Linked DNA regions of Mus musculus: all the other regions are linked to region 1. A link is a contact called in public HiChIP or PLAC-seq and capture Hi-C data. All regions are on one chromosome and are shown on one strand. The core of a region is the stretch at or near the end of the contact, and the rest is flanking DNA. Distances in the headings are between cores, read along the strand shown. Region 1 overlaps Zfhx3 (zinc finger homeobox 3). Region 2 has its middle 21 kb from the start of Gm39243. Region 3 has its middle 9.4 kb from the start of Gm39243. Region 4 overlaps Gm42041 (a long non-coding RNA gene).

Region 1 (3,078 bases), core at 261-2,760:
GGGTTAGCCCCCATGTGCCCAGCTGCCTGTATCCTCACTCTGCAATTAAAGCTTCTGTGACCAGGTCAAAGAAAAGGCTCCGTGGACAGGCGGGGTGAGCGGTGACCTGCAGGGACCAGGTGAAGAGCCCATGTGGCTGGGCTGGGCGTGGCTGGGCTGGGCGTGGCTGGGCGTGGCTACAGCCCCTGCCAGCCCGGCAGCCGTCCCTGTGCATGTGATTACCTCATTGTGGAACCATTCATTGACTTGGCTGCACCATGCTGATGAACTGAGACCGAGGACAAGAGCTCCTAATTGAGGGAAATAAATTCCCATCACAGGCCTGTCTGCGGCCAGGAGTAAGGACACACTGCATTGGGTCTGCACAGTGTTGGGGTGGGGATGCAGGTGTTTGTGTGGATACAAAGAGACAGCCTCCCCCACCCCCGCCCCCTTCCAGCCTGCATATCCATTGGGTATGGTGGTCGGAAGAAGGATGCAGGGGGCTGTGGTCCTGCCTCTGTCTCCCACTTGATGCCTTAGTTCCAGGAGGAAGTCTCGTGTGTGTTTGCACACTGCCGTCTTTCTGTGCACCTGCAGGGCAGGCACCTAACATGGCCTCCCTCAGGGTTCCCCACACCTGTGTTGTCTGTCATTTGCTCCATCTCTCTGTGTGCTTGCTGGCCTTCAGCTCTGTGCTCTTCAGGTCTCCCTCTTTGAAGACACTGAAGGGACACACCTCATTGCTGCCTTCCTCAGTAGAAGTTGTGTTTTGAAATGAGGCAAGGTGTGAGCAGGGTTGCTTTCCCAGTTATTCATCCACTTGCAGACGATTCAACAAAGAACTAGGCCTGGAAGTACTGACCACGGGAGCACTTAGCAAGACCTTAAGACAAAGAATTTAGGAACAGAGGGCTAGAGAGATGGCTCAGTGGGCAAAGTGCTTGCCATGCAAACCCAAGCCTGGTTCCCAGCACCCGTGTAAAAAACGGGGTGAAAGCAAGGTGCTGAGGTATGTACCCACATTCCTGGTGCTAGGGAGGCAGAGGCAGGAGGTGGAAGATTTCTAGGACTGAAGGTGAGCTCCAATTTCAGAGAGAGGCCGTGTCTTGAAAAAGGCAGAAAAGCTATCGAAGACGCTAGACAGTGTCTTTGGCTTCCACATGTACACATGAAGATGTACCCTCCACACCGCCATGAGCCACAAAGACAGACACACAAGAGAATCTAGGGATGAGAATCATTTTCAGAAAGCTGAACCAAAGAGTCCCACGAGCAGCCGCCCACGTTAACACGCCTGACCATCTCGCGACCGTGGATTTCCTAAGATGGGCAATGCGGGTCACCAGCCTCCGGTATCCCAGGTTGGCCGTTCCGAATCAGTTGTTTAGTTCCCAGTGAAGAGATCCCCCCTCCGGTGCTGTCTGGGTCGTAAGAGACATTTCCTGGAATGCACAGCCCATGTGCTGCCCACATAATGGCTGGGCCAGAGAGGAAGGTTGCCTCAGTTACAAAGAAGCACGGGCGGCGTACAGGCAGAGCAGAAGAGAAAAGGAGAGCCCTCACTTGACACCCTGTGACCCCAGCTGGTGGAGCTGAATGCTGGAGAGGCAGGGCTGGAATTGCAGTCACTTTAGATTATTTGGAGTGAGGAGAGGCAGGGAAAAAAAGGGTCTGTTGACTACAGGAAGCTGAATTCTTCCCCTACTGAAAAGCTTATTAGCGGAAGGGGAAAAACAATTACTTGACTTTGCCGGGCTCTCCGCGGCTGGGACTCGGGCCTGTGGCAGCAACCCTGCCACCCGAAGCCTTGGACTTACCCCGGACCTAGAGTGCTTCTGGGATCCACCCTTCCCGAAAAGATCATGGAGACATAAAAAGGGGAGGGGGGTGCAAGCATTGTCCTTTGTCCTGGCTTTAAAGCCTGGTAAGTTTCCGGCTTAAATGATATCTGGGATGTCATTTTCCAGCGGGGCAGAGAGTGAGGCACTATTTCATTTGCCTAGAAACTCAAATATCTGGGGTGTTGGGGGCCAGCCCTGTTTCTGAGTGCAGGCTTTTAGGTTTGTCTCTGGTGAGCTTGGTTCTGATTCCTGTTTGTCTTTTCTCTGAAAACACTGAGTCGCCGGCTAGAGACTCCCTGTCTCCACGTGGCTCCCTTCATGAGCAGAGCAAAATGCCAGCCTCCTCCTTTGGTCACGTGATCCTTGCTTGACTTGAGCGCTGTCCCCTCCTCCCCTTTATGGCCCTCATCTTCCAGTGAGCTCCCTTGATGACCAGTCCGTCTCTGAGCCTATCTCTTGTCGTCACTTCCTCTAAACAGAATTCCTCCTCTACACGCATGCAGAGCCCGCGGGTGACCGGGTTTCTGCAAACCGTCCTTTCCCTCCCCAGTGTCTTATGCTCGTGTAACACATGTTCTCTCCTTCGGACCACGCTGCTTATTTACTCTTTTTGACTTTTCTAAATGAGAAAGAAGTCTCTGATTTTGCTCAGCCCCCACCCCCACGCCCTACCCCGCAACTACAGCTACCCATTTTACCTAGATACCTCTTTGGCCCAGCAGCGCTTGTCTGCTGTCTCTTCAACCTCCTCACTCTTTCTCAAAGGCCCGGTGCATCCTATCTTCTCTCAGGACACTTCCTGTTTCTGACTCTTCACTGAAGTCCTTTAGTATCTCTGTCAGTCCATAGGGTATTAGCACCTTTTGGAGAGAACTCTGTATGCTTTCTTAATTGAAAAATGTTTTTATTTTATTTTACGTGTGTGTGGGGGGGTTGGGGTGTGTGTGTGTGTGTGTGTGTGTGTGTGTGTGTGTGTGTGTACCATGTGCATACAGTGCCCATGGAGGCCAGAAGTGGGTACTGGATTCCTGGAACTGGAGTTACAGGCAGTTGTTAATCACCATGTGGATGTTGGGAACCAACCCCCAGTCCTTAGTCAGAGCAGCAAGTGGCCGCACCAACTGAGACACCTCTCCAGCCCCACCCATTCTCCACATTTTAAGATCCACTCTCCTCTAGTTTCCCCTTCACTGGCTATTGTCCATTCCCCACCCCTTTCTACATAGTGGTGGCACTGAGTATGTGGCGGGGTTGG
Region 2 (3,078 bases), core at 392-2,891, 450 kb before region 1:
GGGAACGCTGCTGTGGTCAGGCTACATCCTTCCTTCTCCCAGATGCACTGCTGCTGATAGCTAGGGGCAAAACTGGGCACCGAATGAGAAGAAAGGTATCTATGGTGTGTCGTTTGTAGAAAAGTGGCCTTTCTGTTTCAGAGCAATGGAAACCCTCTCAATGCTGGTGAGCCCGGCTATTGGAAAAAACTCAATGTTGAGATCTTGGGTACGCTTAAGGATGTAGCATAGATAGATGAAATTTAGGCAGAACAATTGCTATGGAAACCCTGCATTTGAGCCTTGTTGGGCAAGCAATGGTGGAGCAGCTATGGGGACTGATTGGCAAGTATGCTTGACCACCTTAGCCATGATGATCCTATCAGTCCCTTAGGTCCATCAGTTCGACAGAGAAAATCCTCTGTAGCTGAACTTGCTCCTTTGTGGTACTTGATGGATTCGGAAAAGTTACAAGCAGTCAGGATCAAGTCCTGTTACCTAATATTTTGTTTATTCATTTTTGTGTTTGTTTAACACATCATGATGTGTGTGTGTGTGTGTGTGTGTGTGTGTGTGTGTGTGTGTGTGTGTGTGTATTTGCGCGCAGAGCACCGGTGTATTCACCCATGCCTGTGCACCTCACCAGAGGTTGTCATCAGGTTTCTGCTTCTGTCACTCTTCATCTGATTTATGAAACAAGGCCTCTCATTGGACCTGTTGACCATCATTTAAGATAGTCTGGCTAGCCAGCCAGTCCCCAGAATCTTCCTATTGTATTTGGGCCCCCACCACATGTCCTGGATCCAAACTTGGGTCTTAACAAGCATTTTACCCATGGAGCCATTTCTCCAGCTCCAGCTCTTTAACCACTGCAGCCTCTCATCTCAGATCCATCCCTGCATTCGTTGAATTCAGCATTATAAAATCTCTGGAAATTTTGAAGTCACCGGGAGAGCTGTTTGTTTGTTTTTGATTGGGCCCTTTGTTTTATGTTTCTTTGTTCTTTGTTGGCAAGGCCTTGCGATTACAATTTGGTAAATATTAGTATCATTATTAGTGTTAACACCATAATAGTTTGACATTTTTTTCTTACAAGAATGGACCTTATTAAATTGGAGAAATGGTGTGCTTTATTTATTTCTTGGATTTCCTGAAAAATACACTTGGGCTATTGGAAGCCATGAGTTTGCTACCTAGTCCTTGATTTTATGCGTACTATTTAGATATACCCTTAATTGTTTTTAACTGTGTTTCGAAGAGAGCTGCTGAATTTAGTTAGATTGGTCAGGGAGTCTCATACACACACACACACACACACACACACACACACACTGGTGAGAAGCTAACAAACTCAAGAACAAAACGGGCCATTAACATTAGAGTTGAACAAAGGAACGTCTCATGTCAAGCAGATTGAGAAAGTGCTCGTTTTCTAAAAAGAAACAAGGAAAAGAGGGAAAGAGATCCTCTTAACCGGCTGAAAAGAAGATCACAAGACCAGGACCAGAAAAGGGGGGGGGGGGCACGACTCAAACTTGACCACCCAGAGGCCTCCCTTCCACTTGTGCCCGCTTCTGTTCCCAGGCTCTTGAGCCCCCAGCTCCTTGGTTCTAATCTCTCAGAGCACAAAAGCGAGAGACTGTGAGTAGCCACTCACAGGCCCTTTGAGGAGCGGACAGAACAATGGCCCCTCTGCCAGCCTTAGGAGCTATGGGGCGGGGCCAAGGGTGGGGCTAGCGGGGTGGGGGGTGAGGAAGCAGCCCTACAGGAAGGTCCCCACCTCCTTAACTTTCCAGGATGAAGTGGTCTCCTGGAGGCAAAGCTAGCATTTCATTCTAGCCGCTCGGTTCATTATTCAGTCTGTCCTCGGCATTTAGGCTTAGTTAATGTTTTCTTCCGTGGCTGCCCTTAAGCCCTCGCCATCCCATCAACCCTTAGAGCTCTGCTGTCTGAGCTCTGCCCCTACCTCCGTGAAAACTGCCTTCTCACAGGTCAGTTCCCTCGACAGCCTCTTCTCCCTTTTCATCCTAAGAGATTGCTCATCATGGAGAGGCATGGATATTACCGAGGACCGTCATGGCCTCCTGTTTCCTTAAACCCCCTTTTCGGACATTGAAGGCTGGTGTGATCCCACCATAGCTAACCTCCTGCTTCTTTCTCCTTCCACCTGAAGAGCTTAGCTCTGGTCTCCACCACTTTCTCGAGGCTCTCAGTTCATCTAGGCTCATTCCACATATACCACCCAGCCTCATCAGGAACTCTAGATGGACATACCACCCACTTGGCATGAGAACCCAGACCTTCTGCCTCTGGTTAGGAGGGGGAAGTGACCCCAGCCCTTCCCCTGTGTATCTTTTGTTTCCCACCTAGAGGGAGAACTTCCTGTGACCTCATGTCATGACTTTTGCTGCAGTGTTCTGCCTCTTGTGCTTGAAGCATCTCTGTGTGCCAACCCCTCTCCCATTCCCTTGCACAGTCGTTCTTGGTTTGAGGTTCCTGTTGTCCCTCTGGAAAGGCCAAATGCCATCTGACTTTTCCACACCTAGTACCTTCATGGCAGTGCCTGTTAAGCTCATTCTATATGCTACCATCAGCTTAGTATTGCCAAACTAATGCCATCATCAGGAGCCTAGTGAACATATTATAGGTTTTTAAACTTTCCATGTTAAAAATGCTTAGTAGATAAATATAGAGGGGAAAGGACAAACAGATGAGAGGAAAGAAAGTAGAGTGGAGAGGAAAGGAAGGGAAGGGGGGGAGAGGGGAAGAAGGATAGGGGAGGGGAAGGGGGAGGGGGAGGGAGGGGAGACGAGACGAGGCAAAGCCAGGTTTGCTTCCAGGTTTCTTGCTAACTTGGTTTCTAAGAATGAGTCCTTTTCTGCATGTCAGCTTTACCCTGTAGCAGCCCTGGCCACCGCTGCTCCTGAGCGCTGTCTCTACTGAGAACCCACCAACCCTGGTGAATTCTCATGTAGCCATCTTACCTAGCACTTCACAATATCAGTGCCCCATCATGGTTGTCTGTGGCTTTGACCTGTTTTGGGACTAACTAAACGTATGCCAGCCAAATGGACCCATGCAGTAGACTCTTAAATAGTA
Region 3 (3,078 bases), core at 194-2,693, 420 kb before region 1:
AGGTCAGACTGCCTGAACCAGACTCTGCCCCATCAGATCCCTAGGTGACTCCTGTGGGTATCGTCCTGAAACTCGGGTCCAGGAATCTGCTGCAGTCCTGGGCTCTCTTATCAGGCAGGGTTTGAGTGGATCTCAGTACACACAGAAGCCAGGCCTGGGCATTGTTGGATTTTATCACCTCTAAAAGAGGATGCAGTATGTAAAATGAAAGCATCTACCGTTGGGCGATGTTAACATATCAAAGCCATCTCTGCTTTCTTCCTTTCCTGGGCTCTCTCCCGCCGTAATAGATACAGGCTGGCAAAGTTATTAATGCAGAAACTTCCTGGGACTCGGGGCATTTCAAAGGATCGGAAATTCTCGGGCACCGCAGTGGTGAATGTTGGCTTTAGCACTGCCGGCGAGCTCAAGTTGCAGAGATGGTAACTAGGAAAACTCACCCGACTGCACGGACTCTCATTTCCAGTTGTGTGGAGATGCGCGAGGCAGGGCCATTTGGGGCAGGGGAGGCTGATTGCTCTTTCTAAGCTGCAGTCCGTGACTTCCTTTATTGTCTTGAGCTTCTAGAACACAGCAGTGCCCCCGGATGCTGTCCCTGGGCTGTTTCCAAATCCGTTGCTCCATGTCATTGGACCAATTATCTAGAATCTACCCAATGTAATGGCCACCAATGTGCTTACATGCAAAGAGTTGTGAGCCTCTGTACTTCATGATAGATGGTAGATCTACACGTGGGCTTTCCTCTTACCCGGGCACTCTGCCTGGTAGAACAGCCTCTTCTCTAGCTACTCCAGGTCCATTGCTTCCTTCCTGAGAAATCCAGACCTACTCCTCCCCACCCCCACCCCCACACCCCCATACAGCCTCCTCCTCTGTCCAGCCTAGCCTCTGCCATCAGATTACCAGGTAGTCACTAGTGTATGTGTGACTCTTTCCCTCTTCTTGTATCATTTTTCCTAGGCTGCTTTTTCTTCCCCCTCGTTTTATTTTTATTTTATTTTATTTTATTTTATTTTATTTTATTTTATTTTATTTGTGGTCTCTGTCACTCCACTGGGGCAAAAGGGTAAAGGGATCTGGCACTAAGTGCGAGCAAATGCTGAATCTGGAATCTATCTTCCAGGCGGCACAATGCTAAAAATGCATGGCAGGACAGCCGCCACTGACACACTCTCAAAGACATATTGCAGGTAGCATTATTTATTGTGGCAAGGAGTTCATAGAACTGCTGCCTCAAAGCACCCCGAGAGATCCTAAAAAGCCCATCTCCCATCAGGTGAGGCAGATTTATGGAGGCAGCCCCAGAGAGGTCAGGCAGTAGGGCTTAGGAAGCAGGCTCCTTTCAGAAAGCCTGGATTCCCTTAACATATTCAGTGCAGTGCGATTGGTTCAAAGGAGGGCTTGAGTCTGTAATGTTGACCATAAAATTGCAGTGACATGCTGCTTTAGATAAGAGGGCTGAGGGAAGGGGGCAGGGATGCTGCGAGCCCAGGAGCAGCCAACGCAGGCAAGACCCTGGAGCATGCGCTGAGATTTGAGGTTAATGTGTGGGGGAGAGGCCGGAGGGGGATGGGCCCAGGCAGATGAATGTTCACACAAAGGAAAACCGAACCCACTGGCCCAGACATGGCAGATAAGCCCTGAGTCCGTGCAAAAGCAAAGCCAGGTGCACACAGGCACATGGGAATACATGCAAGACCTTCAGGGGTACGTGTAACCATCCAGATTGGAAAATATACTAAGGCAAAGCCAGCTAAGCTAGGCTCACCATTGTCCTGGAGTATAGAAAAAAAAGGGCTGCATCTCATGATCCCTGCCAATTTGATTGGTGTTTCTCCTGCTTTACATCAGCCCTGGGCACACAATATGGGCTTACCAGTTCTGGGTGCAAAGATTCTTTATTTTATTTTATTTTATTAGATATTTTCTTTATTTACATGTCAAATGTTATCCCCTTTCCTGGTTTCCCTCCCTAAGTCCTCTCCCCTTTTCCCTTTCCCCCTCCCCCTGCTCCCCAACCCACCCACTCCTGCTTCCTGGCCCTGGCATTCCCCTACACTGGGGCATAAAGCCTTCACAGGACCAAGGGCCTCTCCTCTCATTGATGACCGACTAGGCCATCCTCTGCTGCATATGTAGCTGGGGCCATGAGTCCCATCGTGTGTACTCTTTGGTTGGTGGTTTAGTCCCTGAGAGCTCTGGGAGGTACTGGTTAGTATGATTCTTAGGCAAATAGATGGATCTGGAACATATCATCCTGAGTGAAGTAACCCAATCACAAAAGAACACACATGATATGCACTCACTGATAAGTGGGTATTAGCCCAGAAGCTCGGAATACTCAAGGTACAATTCACAAACCACATGAAACTCAAGAAGAAGGAAGACCACAGTGTGTATACTTCGATCCTTCCTAGAAAAGGGGAACAAAATACCCATGGAAGGAGTTACAGAGACAAAGTGTGGAGCAGAGACTGAAGGAATGACCAGCCAGAGACTGCCCCACCTAGGGAATCCATCCTATATACAACCACTAAACCCAGGCACTACTGTGGATACCAAGAAGTGCTTGCTGGTAGAAGCCTGATATAGCTGTCCCCTGAGAGGCTCTGCCAGTGCCTGACAAATACAGAAGTGGATGCTCAAAGAGCACAAGGTCTCCAATGAAGGTGCTAGAGAAAGTACTCGAAGAGTTGAAGGGGTTTACAGCTCCATAGGAGAAGCAAAGATTCTTAATTCACAACAACCATCTAGGCCAGTAGTAGTTCTCAGCCTGTGAGTCACAACCCCTCTGAGGGTTGCCTACCAGATATCCTGCATATCTGATATTTACATTAAGATTCACAACAGTAGCAAAATTGCAGTTATGAAGTTACAACAAATAATTTTGTGGCTGCGGGGAAGGGGGGCAGGGGAGAAGGCAAGTGTCACCATAACACTCAGGACTGTATTAAAGGGTCATAGCCTTGGGAAGGTTGAGGACTGGGCACAGCTCTAAGATAAGGCCCTTCTTTGAGCTCAGAGCTTCTGAGTCTGATGGACAAGAGGACTGAGCTCCTCGCTTTTGGAGTCAGTGAT
Region 4 (3,078 bases), core at 182-2,681, 390 kb before region 1:
ATATGTGTATTTCTTCACAGCAGATCAGGAGGGGCTGCCAGATAGCCCCGGGGTTCTAATCTCCTCTAGCTCTTGATAATTGTGTCACCTTACACAGAGGTCTTAATGTCTCTGCATCTGGGTGTCCCGTGTGTGGAATAGAAGTACTGTCTAATTTGAAGGTGAAGAATAAATGTCATAGGATGTGGGACACCCATGCGTGATATCCCCAAGAGATGCTAAAAGTTATTCTTATCATCGTAATCCTGTGTTTTCCACCCAGGAACAATTTCACCCCAGAAAGCACTTGCCAATATCAACCCAGGAAAGCCAAATGTTGGCACTGGGGATCTTATAGAGTAGCTCTCTACTTTGTTTCTGCGTCACTGTCAGCTTGATACTCGCAGAGTCACCTACCTAGGATAGGGGAACCTCAGCTAAGAATCTGCCTGGATCAGTCTGGTGTGTCCATGAGGCCCTTTCTTAATTGCTAATCGATAAGGGAGGGTCCAGCCGACAGTGGTGGTGCAGTGGTGGTTCAACTCCTAGGCAGCTGGGCCTGAGTTCTAGAAGAGAAACGTCTGGGTCGAGCCAGAGAGGGTGAGCCAGTAAGCAGCTTTGCTCCTCTGTGGTCTCCGCTTCCGTTCCTGCTTCCAGGTTCCTGCAGTAAGTCCTTCCCCTGGCCTCCCTTGTTACAGGATTTCAGATTGGCAGTGTCAGCTGAATAAGGCTTTAGCCACTGAGCCATCTCCCCGTCCTGCAAGAAGGAACCCAACAGTAGTTACTTGCTCTATTCCTTGATTGGTAATGGATGCCTGTCTGTGTTTGTCAAAACTCACTCTACCATATTTTTTTAAAGTGAAATTTTTCTTGAATATGAAGAATACCTTAATGAGCCTGACCTTAAAACAAAGCTAAAGGCCAACAAATGGGTGGCTGGAATCCAGACGGAGTGTTTCTGTTAGAATAAAAAGCAGATGGCTGCCCGGCTGAGGAGGCTCCGCAAAAAATAACCAGCGAACTTTAAATCCCAAAGTGGGGTTAGCCTAGGTCTTTGTTTCCCACCTGTGCACATGGTGGTTTCAGAACAGTCTCCAGCGGTGGGCACTGCTGTCAGCCAGGCATCTGCATGCCCATGGGTGTTCCCTGGGCCCACCCTGTTAGCTTTGGCTAGCTGTGAATAGCCGCTTTGCCTCCCAGCTGTTCACTGTCCTTCCATGGCAGAAAGTTTATATTCAGGGCCAAAAACCAGGCCACAGCCACAGCCTCCCCTGGGTCTCCATGGTTATCCTTCAGCAAGAAGAGAATGCAACCTTTTGGGTTGCACCAGCCCCTCGTTTTAAAACAAAGGCCTGCCGAGAGGGCCAGGTGTGCCCTGAGCACTCTGTGACTAGCAGAGTCAGACACGCTTGTTCGTCTGAATTAGCACAGAGCACAAGGCCTTTACCACGGTGCTAATTGCTATTGGGTGTAAACAAGCGGTCCCAGTATGTGGGCATGAGGCCGGACAAAACAGATGCCAGAGCCATTCAGAGCTCTGCCCTGCACGGTTGCTGTGCTGGTGGCTGAGAGTGACTTTGTCTAAATGTCAGTCTCCCGTGGGCCTGGTCCCCAGCAGTCCTAGATGAGTAACTGAGCAAGTGCAGCCCTTCCCCCTCCTGACCATACGTGTGGTACTTAGCACTCAGTTCTGCCTCCCACTTTCTTACACGGTAGGAAAATATGTACCACCTATAATTTCTCCCCTAAATGCTACCAGGCAAAGAATTCAGCCCTTTGAAGAGCCAGCTGCAACCCAAGGTTAACTTTGTCCACCAAAGTTCTTTTTTAAGATGTCTTTTATGAGCATATAGTAATTATATATGTTGGATTTCTTTATGACATTTTCATTCATGTATATATTTTAATCATATTCATCCCCCATCACACTTGGTTCCACTCTTCCTTTCCTCTTCTTCATTCCACTGTTCTGCTTGTGTGTGTGTGCGTGCATGTGTGTATGTGTGTATATGTATGTATGTGTGTATGTGTGTGAATGTGTGTGTTTGTGTATGTGTGTATATGTGTGTTTTAGTATGTGTATATGTGTATGTATGTATGTGTGTATTTGTATATATGTGTGTATATGTATGTGTATATGTGTATATGTGTGTATTTGTGTATGTGTATATTTTTGTATGTGTGTATATGTGTATATGTGTGTGTGTTATATGTGTGTATGTGTGCATATGTGTGTATATGTGTATGTGTTATATGTGTGTATGTGTGCATATGTGTGTATATGTGTATATGGTGTATGCATGTATTGTGTATGTGTGTATGGGGGGGTATGTGGGTATATGTTGTATGCAGCCACAGATGACCCAAATCACTCTTGCTGTTGCTACAGTGTTCTGGGACTCTGAAACACATGGATGTTCTTTGATTTACAGGGTTCTAGGCAGAAGCAAGTGAGTTTGTAGGCATGAAAGGACAAAGACCAAGTAATATGTGAAAAAGAAAGTCAGTCTTAGAGGAAGTCAGTCACCCCATCTTTCCTATTACCTTGTAATTGTGGGCTTATTGAAGCGAGGTCAACCTTGAGTTCATAACCAATAGGCTTTTGCTATGTAATGAAGAATTGAAAAACTTACTGACTCGATACAAGAAGTATTTATTATTTAGGTCATTGGCTGAAGGTTGGCTGGGGCACCTGAGGAGTTATACCATCTCTTCTGTTCTGGGACAACTTGGTTGTTCTCTGTGGTCTGCTGGAGGACCAGGGGATCTTGGATCCATGTCTGGCCACTGGCCATCGATAGGTTAGTATATGAGGGTCCCACTAGCACTGCTCAGATCATCCTTCCACAGGCTACTCTGGGCCTTCCTGCAGGGCAGCAGCCTTCTAAGAGAGAGAATGAAGAGGCTGTGAGATCCCTTGTAACAAAAGCTCTAGTCCCATATTGTATCATTCCATGGGAAAATAAACCCACTTGCTTTATAAGCAGAGCTACAGGAATTTATGCCAATTTAAAATCTACCACAGTTTGGCTGGAGAAATGGCTCAGTGCCTAAGAGCACTGGCTGCTCTTCCAGATGACCTAGGTTTGATTCCCAGAA

What was found. HiChIP or PLAC-seq counts read pairs in DNA pulled down with a chosen protein or histone mark. Capture Hi-C pulls out chosen DNA fragments and counts their contacts.
Region 2: a contact with region 1 is called in a capture Hi-C map of embryonic stem cells, with 2.9 times the contacts expected there. The contact joins two enhancer-like sites. A contact is called at or near these places in 1 of 15 datasets of contacts at CTCF or cohesin (embryonic stem cells), 1 of 484 Hi-C or Micro-C datasets (the 3T3-L1 cell line), 2 of 115 datasets of contacts at active chromatin or transcription factors (embryonic midbrain and embryonic stem cells) and 1 of 9 other capture datasets (embryonic stem cells).
Region 3: an H3K4me3 HiChIP or PLAC-seq map of embryonic midbrain shows a contact between it and region 1, with 5 times the contacts expected there. The contact joins two enhancer-like sites. A contact is called at or near these places in 2 of 484 Hi-C or Micro-C datasets (the N1E-115 cell line and embryonic stem cells), 2 of 115 datasets of contacts at active chromatin or transcription factors (embryonic midbrain and embryonic stem cells) and 1 of 9 other capture datasets (embryonic stem cells).
Region 4: a contact with region 1 is called in an H3K4me3 HiChIP or PLAC-seq map of embryonic midbrain, with 4 times the contacts expected there. The contact joins two enhancer-like sites. A contact is called at or near these places in 1 of 15 datasets of contacts at CTCF or cohesin (embryonic stem cells) and 2 of 115 datasets of contacts at active chromatin or transcription factors (embryonic midbrain and embryonic stem cells).

Annotation. Positions count from the first base shown.
Region 1 is chr8:108,899,196-108,902,273 of GRCm38.p6, forward strand. The region is part of intron 4 of Zfhx3 (zinc finger homeobox 3); the gene reads left to right. Among named protein-coding and RNA genes, the nearest start is that of Mir3108, 36 kb to the right of the region's middle. Within about 2 kb of position 1,511, at least 25 of the 459 cell types and tissues checked have an H3K27ac peak or open chromatin away from gene starts, as enhancers often do.
Region 2 is chr8:108,449,425-108,452,502 of GRCm38.p6, forward strand. It overlaps a transcript of Zfhx3 not described here. Among named protein-coding and RNA genes, the nearest start is that of Gm39243, 21 kb to the right of the region's middle. Within about 2 kb of position 1,642, at least 14 of the 459 cell types and tissues checked have an H3K27ac peak or open chromatin away from gene starts, as enhancers often do.
Region 3 is chr8:108,480,123-108,483,200 of GRCm38.p6, forward strand. It overlaps a transcript of Zfhx3 not described here. Among named protein-coding and RNA genes, the nearest start is that of Gm39243, 9.4 kb to the left of the region's middle. Within about 2 kb of position 1,444, at least 34 of the 459 cell types and tissues checked have an H3K27ac peak or open chromatin away from gene starts, as enhancers often do.
Region 4 is chr8:108,509,675-108,512,752 of GRCm38.p6, forward strand. It overlaps Gm42041 (a long non-coding RNA gene), which reads right to left. Exons shown (of 2, transcript XR_879161.2): 2 at 2,617-2,863. It also overlaps a transcript of Zfhx3 not described here. Among named protein-coding and RNA genes, the nearest start is that of Gm42041, 13 kb to the right of the region's middle. Within about 2 kb of position 1,432, at least 32 of the 459 cell types and tissues checked have an H3K27ac peak or open chromatin away from gene starts, as enhancers often do.